7 separate regions of the Mus musculus genome follow, and all the other regions are linked to region 1. Evidence: chromatin contacts called from public HiChIP or PLAC-seq and promoter capture Hi-C data. All regions are on one chromosome and are shown on one strand. The core of a region is the stretch at or near the end of the contact, and the rest is flanking DNA. Distances in the headings are between cores, read along the strand shown.

The links. Promoter capture Hi-C pulls out the DNA fragments that hold promoters and counts their contacts. HiChIP or PLAC-seq counts read pairs in DNA pulled down with a chosen protein or histone mark.
Region 2: a contact with region 1 is called in a promoter capture Hi-C map of hippocampal neurons, with 8 times the contacts expected there. The contact joins the promoter of Unc5d here to the promoter of Eif4ebp1 in region 1. A contact is called at or near these places in 1 of 39 promoter capture datasets (hippocampal neurons) and 3 of 115 datasets of contacts at active chromatin or transcription factors (astrocytes and embryonic stem cells).
Region 3: a contact with region 1 is called in a promoter capture Hi-C map of pre-B cells, with 3 times the contacts expected there. The contact joins the promoter of Bag4 here to the promoter of Eif4ebp1 in region 1. A contact is called at or near these places in 6 of 39 promoter capture datasets (the 3T3-L1 cell line, the C10 cell line, the HPC-7 cell line and 3 more) and 2 of 115 datasets of contacts at active chromatin or transcription factors (cardiomyocytes and embryonic stem cells).
Region 4: a contact with region 1 is called in a promoter capture Hi-C map of pre-B cells, with 2.3 times the contacts expected there. The contact joins the promoter of Fnta here to the promoter of Eif4ebp1 in region 1. A contact is called at or near these places in 2 of 39 promoter capture datasets (pre-B cells and stem cell-derived epiblast-like cells) and 1 of 115 datasets of contacts at active chromatin or transcription factors (large pre-B cells).
Region 5: a contact with region 1 is called in a promoter capture Hi-C map of the 3T3-L1 cell line, with 2.9 times the contacts expected there. The contact joins the promoter of Plpp5 here to the promoter of Eif4ebp1 in region 1. A contact is called at or near these places in 2 of 39 promoter capture datasets (the 3T3-L1 cell line and pre-B cells).
Region 6: a contact with region 1 is called in a promoter capture Hi-C map of pre-B cells, with 3 times the contacts expected there. The contact joins the promoter of Ash2l here to the promoter of Eif4ebp1 in region 1. A contact is called at or near these places in 5 of 39 promoter capture datasets (the C10 cell line, the HPC-7 cell line, hematopoietic stem and progenitor cells and 2 more), 1 of 484 Hi-C or Micro-C datasets (B cells), 1 of 115 datasets of contacts at active chromatin or transcription factors (large pre-B cells) and 1 of 9 other capture datasets (embryonic stem cells).
Region 7: a contact with region 1 is called in an H3K27ac HiChIP or PLAC-seq map of embryonic stem cells, with 4 times the contacts expected there. The contact joins the promoter of Ddhd2 here to the promoter of Eif4ebp1 in region 1. A contact is called at or near these places in 2 of 39 promoter capture datasets (liver and pre-B cells), 4 of 115 datasets of contacts at active chromatin or transcription factors (the 230-238 cell line, embryonic stem cells and large pre-B cells) and 1 of 9 other capture datasets (liver).

The regions. Positions count from the first base shown.
Region 1 is chr8:27,258,344-27,261,831 of GRCm38.p6, reverse strand. Eif4ebp1 (eukaryotic translation initiation factor 4E binding protein 1) reads right to left here and starts at 1,505. Exons shown (of 3, transcript NM_007918.3): 1 at 1,282-1,505. The coding sequence starts at 1,423.
Region 2 is chr8:29,217,879-29,220,936 of GRCm38.p6, reverse strand. It overlaps Unc5d (unc-5 netrin receptor D), which reads left to right and starts at 1,301. Exons shown (of 18, transcript NM_153135.3): 1 at 1,301-1,695. The coding sequence starts at 1,599.
Region 3 is chr8:25,783,786-25,786,975 of GRCm38.p6, reverse strand. It overlaps Bag4 (BCL2-associated athanogene 4), which reads left to right and starts at 1,767. Exons shown (of 5, transcript NM_026121.3): 1 at 1,767-2,077. The coding sequence starts at 1,805. It overlaps Lsm1 (LSM1 homolog, mRNA degradation associated), which reads right to left and starts at 1,385. Exons shown (of 4, transcript NM_026032.1): 1 at 1,259-1,385. The coding sequence starts at 1,304.
Region 4 is chr8:26,014,073-26,017,350 of GRCm38.p6, reverse strand. It overlaps Fnta (farnesyltransferase, CAAX box, alpha), which reads left to right and starts at 1,741. Exons shown (of 9, transcript NM_008033.4): 1 at 1,741-1,970. The coding sequence starts at 1,771.
Region 5 is chr8:25,718,367-25,721,381 of GRCm38.p6, reverse strand. Plpp5 (phospholipid phosphatase 5) reads right to left here and starts at 1,334. Exons shown (of 7, transcript NM_028000.1): 1 at 1,231-1,334; 2 at 1,007-1,115; 3 at 737-827; 4 at 145-208. The coding sequence starts at 1,292. It overlaps Nsd3 (nuclear receptor binding SET domain protein 3), which reads right to left. Exons shown (of 23, transcript NM_001081269.2): 23 at 1,715-3,015.
Region 6 is chr8:25,839,011-25,842,318 of GRCm38.p6, reverse strand. Ash2l (ASH2 like histone lysine methyltransferase complex subunit) reads left to right here and starts at 1,532. Exons shown (of 16, transcript NM_011791.3): 1 at 1,532-1,737; 2 at 2,244-2,307; 3 at 2,431-2,576. The coding sequence starts at 1,562.
Region 7 is chr8:25,752,541-25,755,585 of GRCm38.p6, reverse strand. Ddhd2 (DDHD domain containing 2) reads left to right here and starts at 1,306. Exons shown (of 18, transcript NM_028102.1): 1 at 1,306-1,400; 2 at 2,413-2,638. The coding sequence starts at 2,419. Gm17484 (predicted gene, 17484) reads right to left here and starts at 1,106. Exons shown (of 2, transcript NR_154462.1): 1 at 867-1,106.

The DNA.
Region 1 (3,488 bases), core at 256-2,755:
CAACACAAAGTTCTGCGAAAAGACAAAGGGGCAACAGCGTGAACTAAAAAGTGGCCAGCGGGGTTGAAGAACTCCAGTAACGGGAGGCCAGAAGCCTGCAGAAAACTTTTCCTTTGGGCCGTTTCTAATAAGAGGGAGCCGGCTTTCTCCCCCTGCCCTGCTTGCTACTTCTTGCTGAGTGTAGGAACTCAGCATGACGATGCACAACAGACACGTGCTCAAGCAGCGAGGCCTTGGTGCTGTGTCCTGAAGATCACAGAACCCAGTGGACACTGACTGAGCTCCAAGATCCCTTCATCGGTGCCTTGGTTCTGGGATCTGGCTGTGCTCCCTGGTGCAGGGACAGCTGCCCGAGAAAATAGGCATGTGGCCCGGCTGCGCCAGCAGTAGCCCAAGGTTCATCACCGCGCCAGGATTCCTCTTGTTTTTGAGTTGTAAGAGGAGTAGTTGGGGGAGGAGACCGGGGAGGGGAGAAGCGCAAAAGTGGGTGGGAGCGGCGCGAGGATTGGGAGGGAAGTAGTGAGCCACGAGGATTTCATCATGCAAACAGGCGGGTAGGTTTCATCAGCGTCTATACTGGGGCTCCAGGGCAAGCTGGGAATGCCTGGTTCCCGGAGGCCGGCCCCCACCCGCGCCAACTCAGCTTCCTCTTCCTCATCCTCCGCCACTTGGGCCAGTTCAACGCTGTGCCCTGCCCCCCAGGCCCGAGGAACGTGTTGTTCTGCACTACACCAGACGCCGCCCCTGCAGGAATCTCTCTCTTAACACAAGCCACAGGTGGCAGAGAAGCACCCTCAGCGTCCAGCCTCCATTAATGAGCGAGTGTCCAAAGCAAAGAGGGCTGCCTCCGGAAAGGTTAAAAAAAAAAAAAGTGTGCAGGCGTCACTTATTCCAAGGGAGATCAACTAAACTTAATCTCCAGGCCAGCCTCTTTCCCTGATCTTGTCCCACCCCAAACTGCCCTGACACCCACAGAGGTCGCCCTTAAGCACATGGTGGTCCTGGCAGAGTGCCTATCTGTATGCTCAGGGCACTCTGCCGTATCTCCCAGGAAAAGGCTAATAATGCAGGCAGTTTGCAGCCGGGTTCCAGACCACGCTCCACCACACCCAGAAGGCGAGCAACCGAGACGGTGACCCTTCTGCTTTCCCGACGCCCCTCGTCCGTTCTGGCCAGCTACCGAACCCCTCGAATGCCGCCCTCCCCGTCGCACGTGAGACTCCGGATCCCGACGTATCCTCCAGCCCCCCGAGGTCGCCCGTGACCCCGGCCAGCGCCTACCTCCCGGGGTGGTGCTGAAGAGCGTGCCGCCCGGAGTGGTGCTGTAGTCCCCGGGCGGGAGCTGCACGCCATCGCCGAGGGCTACGCGGCGAGTGGGGATGGCCCGGCTGGGAGTCTGGCTGCAGCTGCTGCCCGCCGACATGTCTCCTGCACGCCGCCCACGACCCTCCAGCAACCCCGCGGCACCTCGGCCCAGCCCTTCTCGTGCCCGGCCCGCCCCTTCCGCCTGGGCTCCACGCCCCCTGAGACTTGCGGTCCGCCCGGCCCCACCCAGCCCCAGCCCGCTGCCTGCAAGTGGTTCCCCAGCTGCTGACCTAGGCAGCTTCTGTCCTCTCCAGTGCAGGAACCCCAGTGTGGGCCCCTTGGGTTCCCTGGTTCCTCCCCGAGACTCTGGGAAGATCTAGGTAGGGATGACGGTGGCAGAACTCTCCGATTTGGTGGCAGCGTCTCAGCGCACCAGACCGCCTGCTTTCTATATTAGGATGTGACCTCTCGATCCCAGGCCGATCCTCAGAGAAGAAAGGGTGGGCTGATCCTTCGCCATTCTTAACGTTTCTACAGCTTTTACAGTTTTACAGTTTTTAGGAGTCAGAGCAGCGGCTGCACAGCGCACATTCCTGGACTTGGAAGGAGTAGTGGAAGAGTAAGAGGGACCTAGCCAGCCAGCTAGGAACCGAATATAAATCTGATGAGGAATGGGCAGGATCGAAGCTCTGCGTACTGTGGGCTGGGAGGATTAGAGTTAACCGGTCAAAGATCCGCATAGTACTTGGACTGGGTTCCACTCCAGCACTTTGTCTGGTAGTCACTAGGGAGGGAAGGGAAAATGCATGTCCAATCGGTTACAGTGTCTGTGTCAATCAATCTCCATATGGTAGGAAATGCCTATAATCCCGACCGTGAGGAGGCTGAAGCCCTAGGAGGATCCCAAGTTGACAGCCGAGGGAGGGCCAGAACCCTGTTCTCACTGTTGTCCGGGCTGGCCTGAGAGAACACACTGGGCCACCTTCCTCCCTTTGGGAGAAGCATGTTGAAAGGGGTTTTGCTTTTTGCCTTGTTTGGTTGTTCTAGAGGCCCCAGATTTCCTGGAACTACGATTTCAGGGAAGGGCCTGTTTATAAAGTCCAACATCCAAGTTCAGCATTCAAGTGGTCCACACTTGTCCCAGCAATGAGGAGACTGAAGCAGGAGGATTCTAGCCTGTGCTACCCAGCAAAACCCTGTCTCAGACACAGAAAGAAGAGAGAGAGACTTAAGCTGGGCATGCTAGCTCAGAGAAACTGAGACAGGAGCATTACAGAAAAGCTGAGGGCAGACATGGTTGTGGCGAGTTTGATGCACAGCCTGGGCCAGACATGTTAAGACGCTGTCTTAAACCGTGAAAGAGAGAGAGAAAAAAAAACACGGGGAAGGGGAAGCTTGGAACACAGCTCACTTGGTAGACAGTTTACCACGTATACACTAAGTCCACGGTTAAATCCGAAGCATCAACATAAAAACTGAACGTGGTGGCACTTTGTAAGCTTATAATCCTAGAACTCGGGAAGGGAAGGTTGGGGGATCAGCACTCGGGAGGCAGAGGCAGGCAGATTTCTGAGTTCGAGGCCAGCCTGGTCTACAAAGTGAGTTCCAGGACTGCCAGAGCTACACAGAGAAACCCTGTCTCAAAAAAACAAAAACAAAAAAACAAAAACAAAAACAAAAAAAAAACAAAAAAAAATTGGCCAAGCCAAGCCCAGTGGCTCTCTCTTACAGCTGCCTACAGACCCAAATAAGAAACTCTCATCTACATCTCCAGCACCATGTCTGCCTGTGTGCCACCATGCTCCCTGCCATGATGACAATGGACTAAACCTCTGAAACAGCAAGAAACCTCAATTGAATGTGCTCTTTTATAAGAGTTGCAGTGGTCATGGTATCTCGTCACAGCAATAGAACACTGACTAAGACAGTGTTCTATTACCCCTAAGGCACTTGGATAAGTTGAGGAGTTAAAGATGATTGCCCACAAGCCTACAGCCACAGCTAGGAGGGACCTGAGCCTGAGGGTAAGCACCGTTTCCCTGCCTTGGTAGCTCCATTGAGTAGCTTTCCAGGGAAGATAAGCTTCCCTCCTGGGCTTTGCGAACCACATGGCCCTGAGAATGATCGTTTTAGAGTTTTCTTACAAATTCCCTGCTCAATTCTTTCTCTTGCAGACCCATTTT
Region 2 (3,058 bases), core at 52-2,551, 2.0 Mb before region 1:
CTCTGTAGGAAAAAATCAGCTCCTTCCGCTGACGTGCACAAGCCTGGTGTCTGCAGAGAGGGATGGCCTACCTGTTTATCGGGTAATCAATCTTTGTCTATCATCCCCTTTGTCTTTGGGAGCAAGTAAGTTAGTGTGATTACCTCCTTCACAACAATCTCTCCACCTCAAACCATTTTTTTTTTCCATACAGAGGTGTTTGGGAGCAGGTTGCACTTGGACAAGATTTTTGTTGTTGTTGTTGTTTGTGTGTGTGCATGTGTGGGCTAGTGAGCTTGGTAGCCATTGAGGAATCACTTGCCAATGCTGTCTTTTAATTGAAGCTTTCCATCTGTATTGAGAACCCAGATTTCTGACCAGCTGAGTACAGGGGACATTTTGAAAGCTTCTGACAGAAAGCCATGGTCTGACTGTGGAGACCTGGACAGGAAGCCAACGGTCTTGGGGAAGGGGGTTGTCGTCTGTAGCTGGTTGCCTGCTCCAGCGGATGGGGTAAAGAGACAACTTTGAGGCCCTTCCAAGATCAGGTAAAGATCAAGCCATCTAATAAAAGGGGACTGGGAAGGGAGGGGTGGTGTGCTTAAACAAATGTTCCCTTTCTTTCTTCTCTGAAGACTTTGAGCAGGTCTCCTTTTGAACTTTACTTACTTACTAGAAAGGCAATTTCGAGGGCCTGAATTGGAATGAACAAAACCACATTAAGTGGTCAGATGTGAAGCAGTTTTGAGAACTTTTGAGATTCCAGAGCGGCAAGTATTAAAAAAAAAAAAAAAAAAAAAAAAAGGTTTTGCTTCCTTAAAGTAAAATTTGATCCCATACATCCCCAGAAGCCCTCGATTCATTTCCCTCTTCGTTTTCACATTTGGGCACAGTTGAAGCTTATCATTGCCCCCACCCCCCACCCCCACCCTCTTTTCTCCCTAGCGCCCGTCCCGTCCTCCCCAGGACTGCGGGTAAAAGTGGAACTCAAAGTTGAGCGAAACCTTGGTTTCCTGGAAGCCGCTGTCTCACTCAGAGTTAGCAAGCCAGACGCCCACATTCTGCCGCTGGGCGCTCGCCTCCAAGAGGCCGGGCTGCTCGGCACAGCTTGCGCTCGCGCATCCTCGCCTCCGGCCGCCGGGCTCGGGCGCGCTGCAATCCCGCACGCGCGGGGGCCTCTGCAGCGGGGAGGCGGTGCCCGCACGTGCGGCGGCTGCGGACTCACCTGCGCCTCCCGAGCCCGGCCCCGCCCATCGCCCCGCCCCGGCGTGACTCATTGGCCGCCGCTCGGAGGGGTGGAGCAGAGGCGGCCCCGGGGCTCATTAGCGATGCGGTCTCCAGGCTCGGTTTGGTAGTCCCGGACCCGGAGCGGAGCTGGGGCTGCGGGCCGCTTAGCGGGGACGGCGGGCGGCGCCGCAGGAGGCGATGGGGGCGCGCGCTGCGTCCCGCTGCCCATCTGATATCCCTGTTCCGCTGCTGTAGGGAGCGGCGGTGGGGAAAAAGAGACTCGCCACAGACCACCACCTCCGGGGAAACCTACTGGCGTTGGCTCCCTGCCGTCGTTCCTCGCGGACTTCCAGGGCGTGGAAGAGGAGCGAATCCTGAGAGGAGCTCGGAGCATGGGGACAGGGGCTGCAGACGGCAGCCGCGGGGCGCGCCGGTGGCTCCCATGGCTAGGACTCTTTTTCTGGGCGGCGGGGGCTGCGGCTGCCCGAGGTAAGCGCTGGGTGGACAGCGGTGCGCGAGGGGAGCGGGACTCTCACCTTCGGCGTGGGTTTCCCAAGTTGTTCTGGCTTCTCTCCGCGCGCGTAGCCCGACTCAGTGGGAACCGTGTTAGAGGAGCTCCAGGGGACCACTGCCTTTCAACCCAAGTTTGCTATCTGCAGTAATCCTACAGGTTGCTCTGACCGGGCCCCCCCCCCCCTTGAGTTTGCACCCGCTGAGATTTTCCAACCTCCCTCCCCACCCTCCGCCCCTCAATTGTTGCAGACTGGAAAACTCGTCTTCCCTATATCCTCTCTCGCCTTGGTCCTCTCCACTTTTCCTTCTTGGGCGAGCTCGTCCCTGGGTGGGAGCCCACGGTGATGTTCGAGAGTGCATAGGGAAAGAGGCATGCCCGTGGGTTCCAATAGAGACTGCGCTTTTTTTCCCCTTCAGGGGGAAGCATCCAAGCTGGTCACTTCGCTCTGCACCAAGCCCCTCGGGCGACCCTAGTCTTGGCTCTAAGCCAGCAGTGGTTTTGCCTTACAGAATCTGCGAGGGGGCAAGAGCTCTGGGGAGTGTGTACCCTGGGGTTTAACTGCGCCTGCAGTGCCCAGCCGGATAAGCAGTTGGCCGGAGGGAGGCTGTACTCTCGGCGCATCCTCTCCCTATCGGGTGCTTATACCAGCTTAGAAGCGCGGGCCCTACTGAGCAGCAGGGAAATTTAGAAGCAGAGATTTCTCTGCTTCTAATAAGCTCAGGAGCCCCCCCCCCCCCCCCCACACACACACACATACACACACTCTTTTTCTAGATCCGCTGCACTCCAGCAGAGCATCAACTTAAAGATAAACCACACGGACCTGTTTTGAAGCTGATCACAGGCAGTTCCAGACAGCCCCAGTGCTGTGGCTACCTTTGAAATAATCTAGAAGCTTCCCTTTCCCTGCCCTTCTTTACCTTTCTTCTTTGCTGCTTGCCATCCAGCCGGCTTAGAATATGTAATTGCATTAAATGATTTACCTAACGCTTGTCTAGCAAGAGGTGGCACCGGGCTAACCACCTCTCCTTCTGTTCTGTCTCTTGAACATATCGCTAGTAGCTGTGAGGCCTTTGGAAGGGTTGACAAAGATGCCAAGAACCGGTATAATCTCATTTTTTTTAATAGAAGCTAACGGTGTTAGGAGCAGCGATACCGCCTGGAAAGAGGAATTAAAAGGGTGGATAGAGGTTTTCAGCAGTATGATCCTATTCTATGCCTATTTGCATTTCATTTCCTGAACTTTTTCACCCTCCCCTTTTCTTTTTATAATGGAGCAGGCTTTCAAAAATAAGGAAAGGCTTTAAATACGAGTGATTGTTAGAGTGAGGCGTGTTT
Region 3 (3,190 bases), core at 518-3,017, 1.5 Mb after region 1:
ATCATTTTGCTTTTGAAAAGTCACAGTATTAAAATGATTTTAAAATGCTGATTATAGACCTGAGAGATGGCTCAGTGCTAAAGAGTATTGTCTGGTCTTCCAGAGGACCCAGTACCCTCTTCTGTTCTCTCCAGCACCAGGCAAGCTCGCAATGCACATACATACATGCTCATATACAGCGGTTTTTTTTTTTTGTTTGTTTGTTTGTTTTTTTAATGCTGCTTTAAAAGTTATATTCATCCCAGCACTTGGGAGGCAAAGGCAGGAAGATTTCTGAGTTCCAGGCCAGCCTGGTGTACAAGGTGAGTTCCAGATCAGCCAGGGCTATACAGAGAAACCCTGTCTCGAAAAACCAAAAAAAAAAAAAAGTTATATTCAAGGAATCATACACAGGTAAGAATTCGGGGCGGGGGAATGAAAGTGGAGGCTGGAGAGATGGTTCAGAAGAGCACGTGTTGCTCTTGCAGAAGATCTGAGTTCCTTTCTCAGCACCCACACTGTGACTCTGTAACTCGGTCCATAACTCCAATTCCAGAGGATCCCAAGAAGAGAAAGTCATCTGGCTTCGTGGATACCAATATGCCCGTGGTTTAATTACATGTAGACGAGACATAAATACACAATAAATTAAACCTTTTAAAACCGAAATTGTAACCTCTTTATTTTTACAGGACTAACCTCCTTTTAGTAAAAGCAAAACTGTCAAACAGAAAAGAGTAAGTTTGAAGTGACTTAGCATTCGCAGAAAATCCCGTTATTACGTCCGGCACCTGTCTCTACAACTTTAATCTGAAAGTGCTAATGACCCTTACAGAAAAAGGAGAGTGCTAGTGGCTATACAACAGAAAGCCTACGTTCTCTGCTAATTAAATTCAACTGCTGTTGTCGGGTCTGGTGAGTCCTTTCTAGAAGCAATCTCCATCCATTCACTGTCAAACGCCTTACGAGGGGCGCAGCATCCGACTTGGGAACGCGAAGTGGCTCAGGCGACTTCCTTCGCGTGCTCTGCCCTTCACGTTCCCAAGTCGGATGCTGCGCCCCTCGGAAGGCGTTTCACAGCTTGGGGGGCGGGGGGCGGGGAGGTGTTACCCGCTCAAGGACAGAGAAGGCAGCTTGGGAAAAGGCTCCGTCCGAGGCTGTGAAGGCAGAACCACCCCGCCCGGGCCCAGAGATCACTCTCTGGGCCCTTGTCGAGGGACGCCCACTCGAAAAGGGGTCCCACACCAGGCTTCCCCCGAGGGAGAGGTTAGGTACTCACTGTCGATGTCCTCGATGAGGCTGGCGGTGCCGGGCATATAGTTCATGTTTGAGCTCTCGCAAGGCTGCACCGGACGGCCGCGAGGGCGTCCAGTCGCCCGTCGGCGGGACGCGGACGGGAACCGGCCGCTCACCTGCAGCTCAGACACCGCTAGTCGCCGGAAGCGTTTCAGGTGACCCCACCCACTTCCGGTATCGCCTGCCCGTCCGCCGAAAGAGGCGTGCCGGGCGTGTTGCCAGTCGGTGGCCGACCACGTTCTCTTCCCCTCCAGTCAGTGCAGTGAAGTCCAGGTCGGAAGGGCGGAGGATAGGCGTTTCCTCACGCGTGACGAGCGCTGCCCCTCGCCTCGCTTTCCCGACCCGAGGCCCGGATTGACCCGTACCGTCCATGACCGTTCCGCGCTCGGCGTGCAAGGGGCGGGACCGGCTCGGGATTGGCTGTAGCCGTCCTATCCCCCTCCGCCGCTCGCCAATAGCGGCCTCCCGCAGGCGCCTGCGCAATGGGACGGTCGTGGGGGGCGGGAAGCGCTTCGCGGCAGCGGAGCCCATGTCGGCCCTGAGGCGCTCGGGCTACGGCCCCAGTGACGGCCCTTCTTACGGCCGCTACTACGGGCCCGGGGGAGGCGATGTCCCGGTGCACGTACCTCCGCCCTTATACCCCCCTCTTCGTCCGGAGCCTCCCCAGCCTCCGGTTTCCTGGCGAGGGCGCGGGGGCGCCCCGGCCGAGACCACCTGGCCGGGCGAAGGCGCAGGTGGCGATGGCTACTACCCCTCGGGAGGCGCCTGGGCAGAAGCGAGCAGAGCCGGGGGAGGCCACCAGGTAAGCTTCGAAGTCTTTTCCGGGGCTCCAGTCGGGAAGTCTTGGGCAGAGGTGAGGACATTTGGGGGTTTTATACTTAGGGTCTGTTAGGACTCGGGTCTCTGATTTGTTCTTCTTTTGGGGACGGTGCAGAGACGAGGACCAGAGATGCGAGGGGAGCTAGGCTTGGGTTCCATTTGTCCCTTCGTTTTGTTTGTTTGTTTGTTTGTTTTTGCTTTTTTTTTTAACTTCAGCCATCATAAGTGTTCTTGTTAACCACGAAAAAAAAAAACGAAAAAATATTCTGCGCTGACTTCCTAAGCTTAGTAGCAGGCTGCAGGATCTCTTTCCCGAGAGCGTAGGTTAGCGTGATTGGGCTGTAACAATTTATCCTGCGTGGCTCGGGGAGCTGCAGCCCCAGCCCTTACTCAGCAGCCCCTCCCACGGGGAAGGGATCGAAACGGGGCGGGCTGATCACTTAGTTCCTTATCACTAAAGCTTTGCCTGGAATTGAATCAGGAGGGATCAATGTTGCAAAGTACCTTAATGTTCTATTTAATCATCGCAAGACTGCAAGACAGATGTTATTAATGCTTCCCAATTTTTGAATGGAGAAGGCTCTGAGAGACCGACTTGCTTAGTATGTTTGGACCTGTAACATTTTGTTGCTTGCATACATGCCAAAAGTGTGTTTCTATTTTATCTTCGTATGGGGCTATCATTCTAGGATGGTGGCACACATCTTTTGGCCTTTGTAACATTCTTACTTGCAGAAAATTAATTATAAAATTCTCACATATCCACGACGGGATTGTAAAATAGTACAGTGCTTTGGAAAATAGCTGGGTCGTTCCTAAAACTTCTGACAGAGAGTTAATTTATGATCTAGCAGGTCTACTTGTAAGTATACTCAAGAAATAGAAAACAAGGGCTGAAAAAACAAAAAACGACAAAAAAAAAGTCTGCTGGTGGTGGCGGCGCATGCCTTTGATCCCAACACTTGGGAGGCAGCCGGATTTCTGAGTTTGAGGCCAGCCTGGTCTACAAAGTGAGTTCCTGGACAGCCAGGGCTACACAGAGAAACCCTGTCTTGAAAAAAAAACAAAAAACAAAAAAACAAAACAAAACAAACAA
Region 4 (3,278 bases), core at 492-2,991, 1.2 Mb after region 1:
ACTAATTACTTTGACTGATACATCTAGGCCATAGAAATCCCAAACATATTGTCAAGGCAGATGTGACCATTAGAGGGAGGAGGGTAGGGGGCTGAGAACTGTCTAAGCAAAGTAAAATGCAGTCAGGACAGGATAGCCTCCCCCTAGTCATCTCAGAGTCCCGGCTGCTGAGACCCCTCTCCCTCGGACTCCTGTGTGCCTGCTGGATCCTGTTAGATACGGACTGAGTGAGGGGAAGAGCTCCTTTGTTGTGGACACTTACCGAATACATTTCGAATAAACAGAACTTTCATCTGCACTGGAAAATACAAATCCATTCCACCCTAGTTCCCAACCTATGGAAGGTCTTAAGGGAGAATCCAGAGAACAAAGGGAATTTCTTTTAAGTTCCCCCAAAGGTGGGCTCCCTTCTGGCAGGTAAGTCTCAGTCTCTCTCTCTCTCTCTCTCTCTCTCTCTCTCTCTCTCTCTCTCTCTCTCTCTCTCTCTCTCTCTCTCTCTCTCTCTCTCTCTCTCTCTCTCTCTCTCACACACACACACACACACAAACCACAAGGTAATGAGTAAATAATATATCCACCTGCCTCTGCCTCTGCCCCTCTGCCTCTGCCTCTGCCCCTCTGCCTCTGCCTCTGCCTCTGCCCCTCTGCCTCTGCCCCTCTGCCTCTGCCCCTCTGCCTCTGCCTCTGCGCCTCTGCCTCTGCCCCTCTGCCTAAGTGCTGGGATTACAGGCATGTGCCACCACTGCCCAGCCAATACTAGCATTTCTAAATCCTGGGTTTGATCACTAGCACAGCTGCACTGAGAAACTCAGCACAGAAAAGTTGGTTTGACTGATAACACCTGTGGGCTATTAGGATGTGGGGAAACTTCAGCTAAGATCACATACCGACCTCTGTTGGAATCCCAAAAGTCCCTTTTCTACCCTATAAAACCTCCAAGGCCCATGACCATCCTTGGATTTTTTTCTAATTAAAGGACAGTATGCTTATAAAGACATTTGTCTCTTTTATTCCCACTTTGCCTCAATCGGTTCTGATTTAAGAACCTTCCCTAGAATATATGGTGACCAGACACTATGGTCTTTGCGCTGCTGCGAATGAACCTGGTGCCTATTGTATAGTAAATATTTGTTAATTGAATATATCTATTCTCTATATTTAGAAAGGAGTTCTGCACAGATCCAAATTTAATTCCAAAGACACCCCCCGGATTAATAAAATGCTGCTATTTTATTATAGGATTATATAAACGCCTAGCACTGAAAAACATGTAAAGTGTGAAAGAATGTAAAGACCCTTTTAAGGTTAAAGTGGAAGCCTGAGGGGGGAAAGAGGTGGCTGGCTGTGCACCGTTTGCAATTCTTCACACTCCTAAGATGGTCCAAAAGAAGGGGGCCGCTGGGGACTGGAGATGTAACTCAGTGGTAGAGCACATGCCTAGCATGTGCAAGTCTTCCGGTTCCATCCTAAGCGTTGAAAAAGAAACAAAAGCAAGGAAACAGAAAAGTTACCCAACAAAGGAAACAACAACTAATAACACTGCTTGCCAATTAGCACCTAAAGGCCTCTGAAAACCTGCATTCGGGAAGGGGGCCCTGGAAACACAGCAGCGAGGACAGTAGGTATTCAGGCCAGGCCTCCGGGCCGGGCCCTCTACCCCACGCCTCTATGGTAGGACCCGAGGAACCGGAAGTGGGCCTCGCCGGGGGCGGGGCGGGCCGCGGAGGGGGCGGGGCCTCCACCACCACCTCTGCTGCGGACGGAGGCGAGATGGCGGCCACCGAGGGGGTCGGGGAATCTGCGGCAGGCGGCGAGCCGGGACAGCCGGAGCAGCCGCCGCCCCCGCCTCCGCCGCCGCCAGCACAGCAGCCGCAGGAAGAAGAGATGGCGGCTGAGGCCGGGGAAGCGGCGGCGTCCCCTATGGACGACGGGTTTCTGAGCCTGGACTCGCCCACCTATGTCTTGTACAGGTAACGCCCTCCTGCGGGCCGCGGCGCCAGAGGCCCGGGGCTGAGTGCGAGCGACGACGACGCAGCTCGGCGGACGGGGGCGCCCTCCGAGTCCGCGCCGCGCAGCCCCGGGTGGCCGCAGGCTGCGGCGGCGCTCTTCTGAAGCTAGGGTGCGGTGACACTTCCGTGGTCCCGCAGTGCTGCCCTGCTGAGAGCCGTGCATCATCCGAAAGGCGCCCTTTTGACAGCTCGCTATGGGATAATGTCACTTAAGCGGCCAGATCTGCTCTTTACAAACACTGTCGGGCCTTTGCGTGCCTTCTGCTGCCTGGAGAGAACTTTCCTGCCTTTCCTTCATCTTGGCCACTGTGCACATCCCTTCTGTCTTCCTTTCCATGTCCCCTAGTTCCTTGTCAAAAAGTACTTACTGTTTTTTGTAGTTCTACCTAAACCCTTTAGGTGACTCATTTGCCAGGCTTTCAGGAATGAGTGAAAGGCATTATAGAGGTTTCTGCAGTTGGATGACTTGAGATTGGTTGTGGGGTCCCATAGCTTCAGAACTTTCCTCTGATTTATGAATTATGTTCTTCGGATGGCTGATTTCCGAAGAACTAAATGACCGTGTTTGCCGTGCCTCTCTCCAAACTATAGGATATATATATATACATATATACATACATATGTATATATATATATATATATAAAATTAGCAGGTCATTCTTTTCCCCATATTCTTACATAAGGGATGCAATTTCAAGGTTAACTGCGTACCACAAATGTCTGCTGTCAGTAACTGATTAGTATAGAGAAGAAGAAAAGAATGTAAGTCAAGGCTGGCCACACTGAGCAGTTCATGGAAGTCTCCAGAAGTGCCAGTTGTTGCAGTCATACTGTTGTTTTGAGACTGTTCCCTGGATTGTTAGCATGCATACAGTATGCTATGCAGGTTTTAAGTACTCAAAATTATTCCTTCTCAAAGTTGCCTTCCAAAGTTGACTGGTAACATTATCTTCATCTTATAAATGAAGAAACCAACATCCAGGCAGATTAATGACTTCACACAGGAAGTTGTAAAGCTAATATTCTGGCTTAGGCAACTGTCAGATTCCAGAGCCTTCTCTCCCTCATGCTAGGCAGGCATCTCCACATGCCAGGCCCTCCCTCTGCCTAACAAGTCCCTCTGTAGTGACAATAACTCATAATGCTTCCTTGGACTTTGGGGGGAGTGTTGAAGTATCACATGTAGGACTTTGCGCCTGTGTTCTACCTCCTGAGATACATCCCCAGTCCTAATTTGAGTTTAAAAGGTTAGTTCCTACTAAAATGCAT
Region 5 (3,015 bases), core at 85-2,584, 1.5 Mb after region 1:
GGAACAGGCAGAGGGCAGGGAGAGGGAGTTCTGGTGAGAAAGGAGAGACTAGTCTGAGAATCCGGGTAAACACTGCTTGAGAATGTGGTGGTGTGTGTGTGGGGGGCGCTCAGGGAGGTTTGAGTGCCAAGGCTTCTCACTTACCTGCCCACTATCAGTTTGATTATGTTGGTAAAGACACCATTCAGAGCTAGGGCAAGGCTGGCAGCTGGAAAGCAAAGAAGCCGTTAGTGCCATCTGCTTGGAGAAGAGTAAGCCACCACCTCATGAGTAGAGCCTTCATTGCTTTGAGATAGAACCCAACCAGAATAAAAACCCAAACGGCCTAGGGGCAGAGAAGTGGAGCACTGAGGAACACCTATGTGGCACCTGTGTTAATAGGGAACACCTGTGTGGTGTCTGTGTTAATAAGGAACACCTGGCCGGGCGTGGTGGCACACGCCTTTAATCCCAGCACTTGGGAGGCAGAGGCAGGTGGATTTCTGAGTTCAAGGCCAGCCTGGTCTACAAAGTGAGTTCCAGGACAGACAGGGCTACACAGAGAAACCCTGTCTCGAAAAAACAAACAAACAAAAAGGAACACCTGTGTGGCGCCTGTGTTATTAAGCACATTCTCATCAGTACTGCTTTTTGGTCTCATGGGGTAAAAAGACATACTTTAGGGGTACAGAGTAGCTGAACCCCATAGCTACTTGCCAACACTAAGACAGGAACAACTGGAACAAGGGCGACTTACCGAGGCAGGCTTGCTTGCTGTCGGTAGCGTCAGCTTTCCTTAGAAACTTGGCGAGGAAGATCAGGGACAGTGGAGTGAGAAAGGCAATGACCTGAAGGTAAAACACAGGGTCGGTAAAACCAAGTCCCTCCTGGCCTAAAGCACCAGCTGCCGCGCACTAACCAAGATCGGGGCTCAGATTGCCCACCAGACGCCTCGCCCTAGCCCTGGAACTCAAGGCAGGGGAGGAGTCCCTGCCAGCGGAGGAGGGCGGGAGGGCAGCTCACGCACAAACATGCGGCCGGTGGGGAAGTATTCCGCCTCCACGTACGGGTTCCTGTAGAGCCACAGCTCCTCGGGCTGGATCCGCCGCTGGAAGGGAGGGAGCAGCTCGGTCACCCTGGGGAGGAAACGGGGAAGATTGACAGGCTACCTCGGCGGAAGAACCTGCCGCCCCGAGCCGCTTAGGAAGTGCGAGCGCCCAGGGACGCCTGGGAGCGTTGACAGATCCTTACAGGAAAGCCACAAAGAGCAGGACCCGCACGCCCAGCTCGGCTCCCAGGGCCGCCGTCCCCATCCCGCCATACGTGCGGATCAGACGCTGACGTGGCCCCGGCGCGCCGTGGTTCCGCCCGCCCGGTGTCCAGCGCCACCTAGCGAACTCCGCGGGGACTGACTACCAGCGGGGCCTCCGGGCTACAGGAAATTCAGAGCTCATTTGCTGTGTTATGAGTACCACCTAACAGATCACCTTTGGGTCTCAAAGCAATGTGTCCTTCACCAACCACCCAGATCAGCTTATAGGACAAGAAAAGGAACGTCATTCTCCAGAGATGCTTCCTCTACAAAAGCAAACCAGAAAGCCCACTTTAAAGAAACTATGTCTTTGGAGCATTTCGAAGGGAAAAAACTGGGCTGAGGGTGAGTGGTTGTATTTTTGTGTCTCATTTCCCAGTAAACTGTACCATGAAATTACAGGTAAAGAACCAGCCCATATTCTTAAGTAGACCATACAGGACAATTTATTAAAGTCAACCTCAAGCAAGACCTGAAATCAATGGAATGCCATTAAAAGCTTTCCCACATTCTTACAGAAGCAGAAAACATATTTGAATTCTAAAGTATCTGTAAGTTAAAAAGGCAGGATTCCAGTAAATACAATGTACAAAACCTGTCCCACCAGCACACATCAGTAAGAAGCTCAAATGTTACAGGCAATCTCACATACACTACACTAGTTAACAGATATGTACAGGTTAACTAAGATGGTAGGCTCATACTTTGCAATAAGACATTGGTCAATAAACAAAATCCTTAAACTATATTTTGAAGTCATTAAACAGTAATGCCCTAGTAGAATACCCCTGGGGAACATTAACACTAACCCCTTAGTGTTAGGAGCGCCAAGTCACAGAAACTAAAGAGACTGACTAATGGATGTTGACACTTTGATATTTCACAGGTCTACAGCGTTCATTACAGGTAAATACAGATGTAAACAATCTATCAAGAACTTTATTCAAAGAACACAAGGTGAGGGTGGGATCTGCAGATATGTGTTTATTGTGTAATATTTAAATGGACACAAATGAATTTGCCATAGCAGTTGAAAATACACAAATCTTTGTATATAAAAAGAACTTTTTAGCCAGCTGTAATCAGTTAGCAACTTGGTTATTAGCGGCAATACAGTTACTTACCATAGGGTACAAAAAATGAGATGTTAATTGATAACAAAAGTGTAATTCCCTCATTCCCTTTAACTGACAAGAATTCCCTGTTGAGGCAAAATGGCAGATACTTGAAAGCCATCTGCACAGAGCAAGGCTCAGTCAGCAGGTAAGGAAGGCTTCTCGTCCCTTAACGGACGCAGTGAAGTCACAAGAAAACCAAGGACCGAATACTGACTTTGGCAACTTCTATTTTCCCTTGAACTTACAAGTCAATGACTTTCAGAGCCTACTGAAGGACAAACAATACTTTTCTCCCCCCTCCCCCATACACAAATACAAGCGCTCACATCTGCCACTTTTGCAATGGATTGACAAAAGCCAAACAATTGATTTTCCCCCCCTTTTTGAGACAGGGTCTCTCTACATAGTCCTGGCTGGCTGGGAAGCGTTAGGTAGGCCTTGAACTCTCGGAGATCCTCCTGCCTCTGCTTCTGGAGTGCTAGGATTAAAGGCGTGTGCAACCATGCCCAGTGGAAATGGGTTTTTGAAACAAAGGTTATACATAGCATTTTAGGAGTATAACATAAGTGCGCCCTCTTCCCCCCACACAAGCATATGTTAAACAGA
Region 6 (3,308 bases), core at 283-2,782, 1.4 Mb after region 1:
GAGACTGTAAAAGCCAGGGGACTGGGACCTGTGCCATGAAGTGATGGCTATCAGGAACGACCCATGACGTCACAACAATATGGCTGCCCAAATGAGATCTAACTATGGCAATCCTAATAGACATATTAACATGGAAGGGGGAAATCTCTAAAAAGTCATGCATTTGAGAGGGTAAGGTGGGGCATGGGGGGGGGAGGATCGGTCCCCATTCACACAACAGTTGTTATGATGTCTAGGGAGGCTTGGGAGGTGAACGTTTGCTGGTGGAGGTAAGTCACTGGGGGCAAGCTTACACGAAAAAAGTGAAGCCGCTTCCTTGAAGTTCTCCCTGTCTGCTTGGTGATTCTGATAGAGAATTCGAGCTCTCAGCCTTGTCTGATAGTCACCATTTCAGATCCTTGCTGCCTTATCTCCCCACCATCATGGATTCTTATCTCTTTGAACCCCCCTCAACCAAGATCCCCCCTCCCCTTGCTTAAGATATTTTTGGTCATGGCGGCACTTTCTCCTAACAACTGCAAAGTATCAATGATCTCTAATCCCTAAGTGTGTTTGTTTTAAAACAGCAAATTTATGGTCCGTGAGATGGCCCAGTGGGCAAAGGCGGCACTTGCTTGCCAAGCCTGAGCTAGATTCCTAGAACTCACATAGTGGAGGGAAAGAAAGCTCTTCTCACCATATTGTCCTCTCACCTGTCCAGTGCACTATGCCACATACATGCGCACACATCCGTAAAGCGCACACACACGCGGAGGATGGGGGTGAGGCGGCAGTTTCTATTTTGCTAGGGTTTAGAGCCCACCCATATGCTTGCACTCAGTCCAGGGGTTTAGCTACCAGCAGACATCCCTTTCTTACTCGTTTCTGCCCTTCTCGCTAAGGCCCAAACCTTGCTGAATTCTGTCCTCTGCTAGCACTCTCGCCTGGAGCTCTACTTCCCTCCGTGAACTAGCAATTCGTGTTCCTCGAGCGCACAGCACTTCTAGCCTCCTCTGGCCAGATGTTTCTTTTCCTAACGTCTTTTCCACCCACAACTACCTCGGGCTCTCTGGAATCAGACCTCTAGTCTCTCCAAAAGCCGCCTGGAAACGGGGCTTCTGGCGGCCAGCTACGCAGTTACAGACGCTCCCGGCAGGTGTGAGCCAGAGTGCTCCTTTGTTGTTGTTTGGAAGTTTCCTACGTTTTAGGGTTTTAGTATGATCGCCTGCTCCGCACAGTGTAAAGGGGAGTCTCTCACATCCTCATATGTGCCGTGATTTCCACTCTTAGCCACGACTATGAGCAGGCGTTTTGAATAATTCAAGTCCCAAGAGGAAAGCAAAGGACAGACCTCCTAAGTGGCTCCCTTCAAACCTGGGCAATCCGAGTTGCGCCCTGCCTTTTTCTTTCTTCCTTTCTTTTTTTTTTTTTTTCTGGCCTTAAAGCGGCGGACTCAAAGTGCGTCCTTCCCAAGTAAGTGGCGGGCCCCCCAACAAAAGGTCTTTCCCACTTTAAGAGCGCCGTGCGTGGCGGCAACTCGCCGCATAGATATATTCTCGCGAGAGCTTGGGAAGGAGCAGCGATGGCGGCGGCTGGAGCGGGTCCTGGTCCGGGAGTCAGCGCCGGCCCTGGTCCCGGAGCCGCTGCAAGTGCCACAACGGCGGAGGACCGAGAGACAGAGCCGGTGGCCGCGGGGGCTGGCGAGGGGCCGTCAGCCGCCCCGGGAGCGGAGCCCAGCTCCGGAGAGGCCGAAAGTGGGTAAGGCAATCCACTCGCAGCCCCGGGGACGCGCGAGGGCCCGCCCCTCGTGGAAGCCCGCGGCTCGCGCCGCCCGGTGTCGCCCTCCGGATCCAGGTCCCGCAGCCAACGGCTCGGCCCGCCCGCCCACCCGGTACCCTCCGCAACCCCGCTGGCTGCTTGCTTGTGGACTCCAAGCCGCTCCTCGGCTCCTCGGCTCCCATCAGCACCAGTGTGAGCCAAGAGCGTTTCCCCCTCTAGCGCCCCGGAAGACCTCGCTGATCCCTCTTGCAATGCTTGGTCCTGAAAGCACTGAGGACGGCAGCCTCCCGTCGTTAGCCCAGTGCACTAGGAATCCCTGGGCCGCGAACACATTTGTCTTGCTTGACAACCTCCCTCCTAATACTCAGGATTGTTCTCTCGTGGGCATCCCGTTCAGGACATGAAAAAGATATACCCTCCGTATTTGGACCATTGTGTTTTTCTGTTTAGGAAAGGCCATTTTGATGTTTGTCTTTTCATTATAGGGATGCAAACTTGGTTGATGTAAGTGGTCTGGAGACAGAATCTTCTAATGGAAAAGATACTTTGGTAAGTATTTCCTCTGAGGCCTTTGGAAGGCGAACTAGATTTGGTTTTAAAATGTTTAATCTATTTTTTTTTTTTTAAAAAGTAGTCAGGCCATTTGATTCTCTTATTGCCCTGTGGCTCCAGGAAGGTACCGGAGACACTTCAGAAGTGATGGATACCCAGGCGGGCTCTGTGGATGAGGAGAATGGGCGGCAGTTGGGAGAAGTGGAGTTGCAGTGTGGGATATGTACAAAATGGTTCACCGCTGACACCTTTGGAATAGACACGTCGTGAGTACATTTCATGGCCTTCTAGACAGCATGATCCTGGAGAGATGGCTTAGCATTTTAGATCACTAGTTACCCTTTCAGGGGTTTGGGCTTGATTCCCAGTATTCACATGGCAGCTCAAGGAACCCCAGTTCTGGGGTGGAAGGGGAAATTATGTAATCATATTTCTTTTTTTTTAATTAATTTATTTATTTTATGTATATGAGTACACTGTAGCTATACAAATGGTTGTGAGCCATCATGTGGTTTCTGGAAATTGAACTCAGGACCTCTGCCCGCTCTAGCCCTGCTTGCTCCAACTCTGCTCACAACAGCCCAAAGATTTATTATATGTGTACACTGTAGCTGTCTTCAGACACACCAGAAGAGGGTGTCAGATTTTTGTTAGGAGTGGTTGTGAGCCACCATGTGGTTGGGATTTGAACTCAGGACCTTTGGAAGAGCAGTCAGTGCTCTTAACTGCTGAGCCATCTCACCAGCCCTGTAATCATATTTCAATCTCAAGACAATTGAGAAGTATTTTTAAATATACCGAAAAAAAGTCAGTAGGTAGTATTTTGTGCTCACTCTAACCCTATCCAGTGACCAGATGCTGACTGAGGAGTTGCTTGCATTCCTTTGGCATGTTCTGAAGTATTGAGGTGAGAGTGCTATTAGGTATGAGTGTGGGCATCGTCCTTGCTTTTGACCTTACAGGCTGATTGGGAAGGAGTCTGTGCAATTAGAAGAGAT
Region 7 (3,045 bases), core at 57-2,556, 1.5 Mb after region 1:
TTGTGTGTCAACTTGACATAGGCTGGAGTTGTCACAGAGAGAGTAGCCTCCCTTGAGGAAATGCCTCAGTGAGATCCAGCTGTAAGGCATTTTCTCAATTAGTGATCAAGGGGGAAAGGCCCCTTGTGGGTGGGACCATCCCTGGCGGGTAGTCTTGGGTTCTATAAGAGAGCAGGCTGAGCAAGCCAGGTGAGGCAAGCCAGTAAAGAACATCCCACCATGGCCTCTGCATCAGCTCCTGCTTCCTGACCTGCTTGGGTTCCAGTCCTGACTTCCTTTGGTGATGAACAGCAATGTGGAAATGTAAGCTGAATAAACCCTTTCCTCCCCAACTTGCTTTTTCGTCATGATGTTTGTGCAGGAACAGAAACCCTAACACACACACACAGACAAATATATAAATGTAGTAATTTTTAAAGGTCGGAGACCAATATGGGGCTTCATAGCAAGGCCATCACAAAACAACAACAAAAAAAATCACACAAAAAATGGTGTTACATTAACGTGCAGATATTGGTGTGTAGGTGTTGACTTGCAGAGACTATGTGGTTTTTTTAAAAAAAAAAAAAGTCCACGTTTTGTTCCTTCTCAGTTTCTGGGGGAAAAAAAAAATCTCGAAGCCTTGTCTTATAATCAAGTTAGAAACCAGCAAAGCCTCTTGTCTTTCCTTCCCGTGGCACCTGCTAGTCAGGCGCTCCAGCGACAATCCGCATCTCTAGCCCTGCCAGTCTCCAGAGCGCTGGGCTTACGTGAATAGCCACCGCCATCACCCTACATCAACTAGGTCAAAAACAAAAAACAAAAAAGCCAACAAACAAAAACCTCATTTGCTGCCTCTTACAGCATCCGTATTCTGTCAGACTCACCTCTTAGGCTTTAGGGATAACTTTGACAGCCTCTCAATCCAAATAGAGGGAGGGAATGGAGGACAGACAGACAGACAGAGCCTTCAGTCACCCCAGTCCTGCCCACCGGGGTTGCCGGGACCCATGAGGGGTCAGAAGGTCCGATTTTCCTCCTTCAAAGCCTCAGCGCAGGCAAGGCCTCCCGTGCGTGTCCCCCACGCCCCTAGCGCGTGCCCGGCGCGTGCCCGGCGCCCGACGTCTGCCCGCAGGAGGAGCCAGGTCTCGCGCGAGTCCCCCAGTCCTCACCGCACATCTCGCGACACTTCGGAGGATCTTTCTGCGCCTCCGGCTCTCACCGGGAGCGCAGCCTCCGCGGGCGCACTGCTCTCCTCCGCTGGAGCGCTGAGGAGCCCGCGGTGTGGGGATTGGGGCGCGGCCGCAGGCTCCGCCCGTCCGCCCCGCCCGGCTTGGGAGGTAGGCTGCAGCGGCGATGTGGCCCGGGCTCCCTCCGCGAGGGCTGAGAGCGCGAGCGGCGGTGTGGACGAGCGAGTCCAGGTCCGCGCGGGAGCCTGGGCCGGGGCGAGCCGGGGGTGGAGAGGCTCCAGTGTGCACGGTATCCCGGGGCATCCGTGGACGGCTCGGCTGCTCTCCTAGATCCCGAACTCGGAGCCCCGAGCTGGCGGCGGGAGCAGGCCGAGGTCTCGGGAGGATAACGGGGAGGCCCGGGGAGTGTTGGTTCCTGAGCTGTGCGGTCCGACCGTGCCCGGTGCAGCGATGCCGCTCGTCCATCTCCCGTCCTGGGCTTTTGGGTTCTGCTTCTATGTCTGCAGCGCTAGTCCGCCGGGTGCTTTAGTGCTGGGGTCGGTGGGAACTCGCCCGACATCCATCGCCCCGGGGGCAGTTGAGGTCATTTGTCACTTTTCATCCGAAACTCTGGCTCTGCGTCTCGGTGGGTCGATGCGCAGCTATAGCCTGCAGGCAAAGTTTCTGTTTGGGCGTTAAATGTACCAGAGCCCGTATTGAAGCACACTGGGAGGATCAGCCAAAATGGTTCTTAAGCGATTAGTTCTGTTTTCTGTATAGTAAGATTCCAATAGTTATGTAAATGTGTGTGTAATTAGAAATGTACAATAGAGCCTGGGGCCTTAAACCTACCTGTTATTACTGTCTGACACACTAAATGGTTTGTAGTGTGCACACCTGGAGGTAGGAAATTTCCAGCCTTCGCTGGTGCTGCTACTTTTATTGTGAAAATTGTGGTAAAACACCCTGTTGCAATCAGTTTTGACCGTGTGTTTCTTGACATTTCTGGGTTTTCTAAAGAGCTTGTTGTATGATTAGACATTTTTTAGTTTTCTAAGGAGAATTGGAAGCTCAGTATAGAATGATGGAGCTGAACATTTTGTTTCTCTCCCCAAATAATTGTGTGTGTATAAAAATTATGTAGCTTTTAAATATTGCTGTTTTCAAGAACAGCTTCCAAAAATGGTTATTGAGCATATGAACATTACAGTGTTAATAGATGCAAAATAATTCTCCTGATAGTTTTTTTTATTTTGTCTTCTAGAGCGAAATGTCATCGGGGGAATCACACCAGGAGCAGCTGTCTCAGTCAGATCCGTCCCCATCCCCGAACTCTTGTAGTTCCTTCGAACTCATAGACATGGACGCCAGTAGTTCCTATGAACCCGTTTCTCCACATTGGTTTTATTGTAAGGTACTAGATTCCAAGGAGCTCTGGATTCCTTTCAACTCTGAGGATTCACAGCAGCTGGAAGACGCATATGGCTCTGGTAGGAAGAAACTGATGACTCTAATAAAAACTAACAAGTAATATCCTCTACTGTGATAGCCACTAACATGAAATTTCAGAATTACACCATTTTCATCCTTTTAAAACTGTATTAAATTTCTGCATAGTTATCAAGTATTTTTCTCTATTCTAGCTTGTGTTTGACTTTTTAGTCAGAAAGTTTGTGTGTAGAGTCGTCACATTGCAGACTGAGCTAACATGTCGCTTTTGTTCTCATGTAACAAAGTGTTAGTGAGGATATATCATAATTGCTATTAATTTGCCTTTAATCCAAGTAAAAACTTCAGAAAAAATCTATGTATGTATCTGTATGAGACTGTGAGTGTGTGTGTATAAGTGTGTATAAGAGGCATTATTGTCTTAGAAGAGGAAAAATGTTCAGCTAGT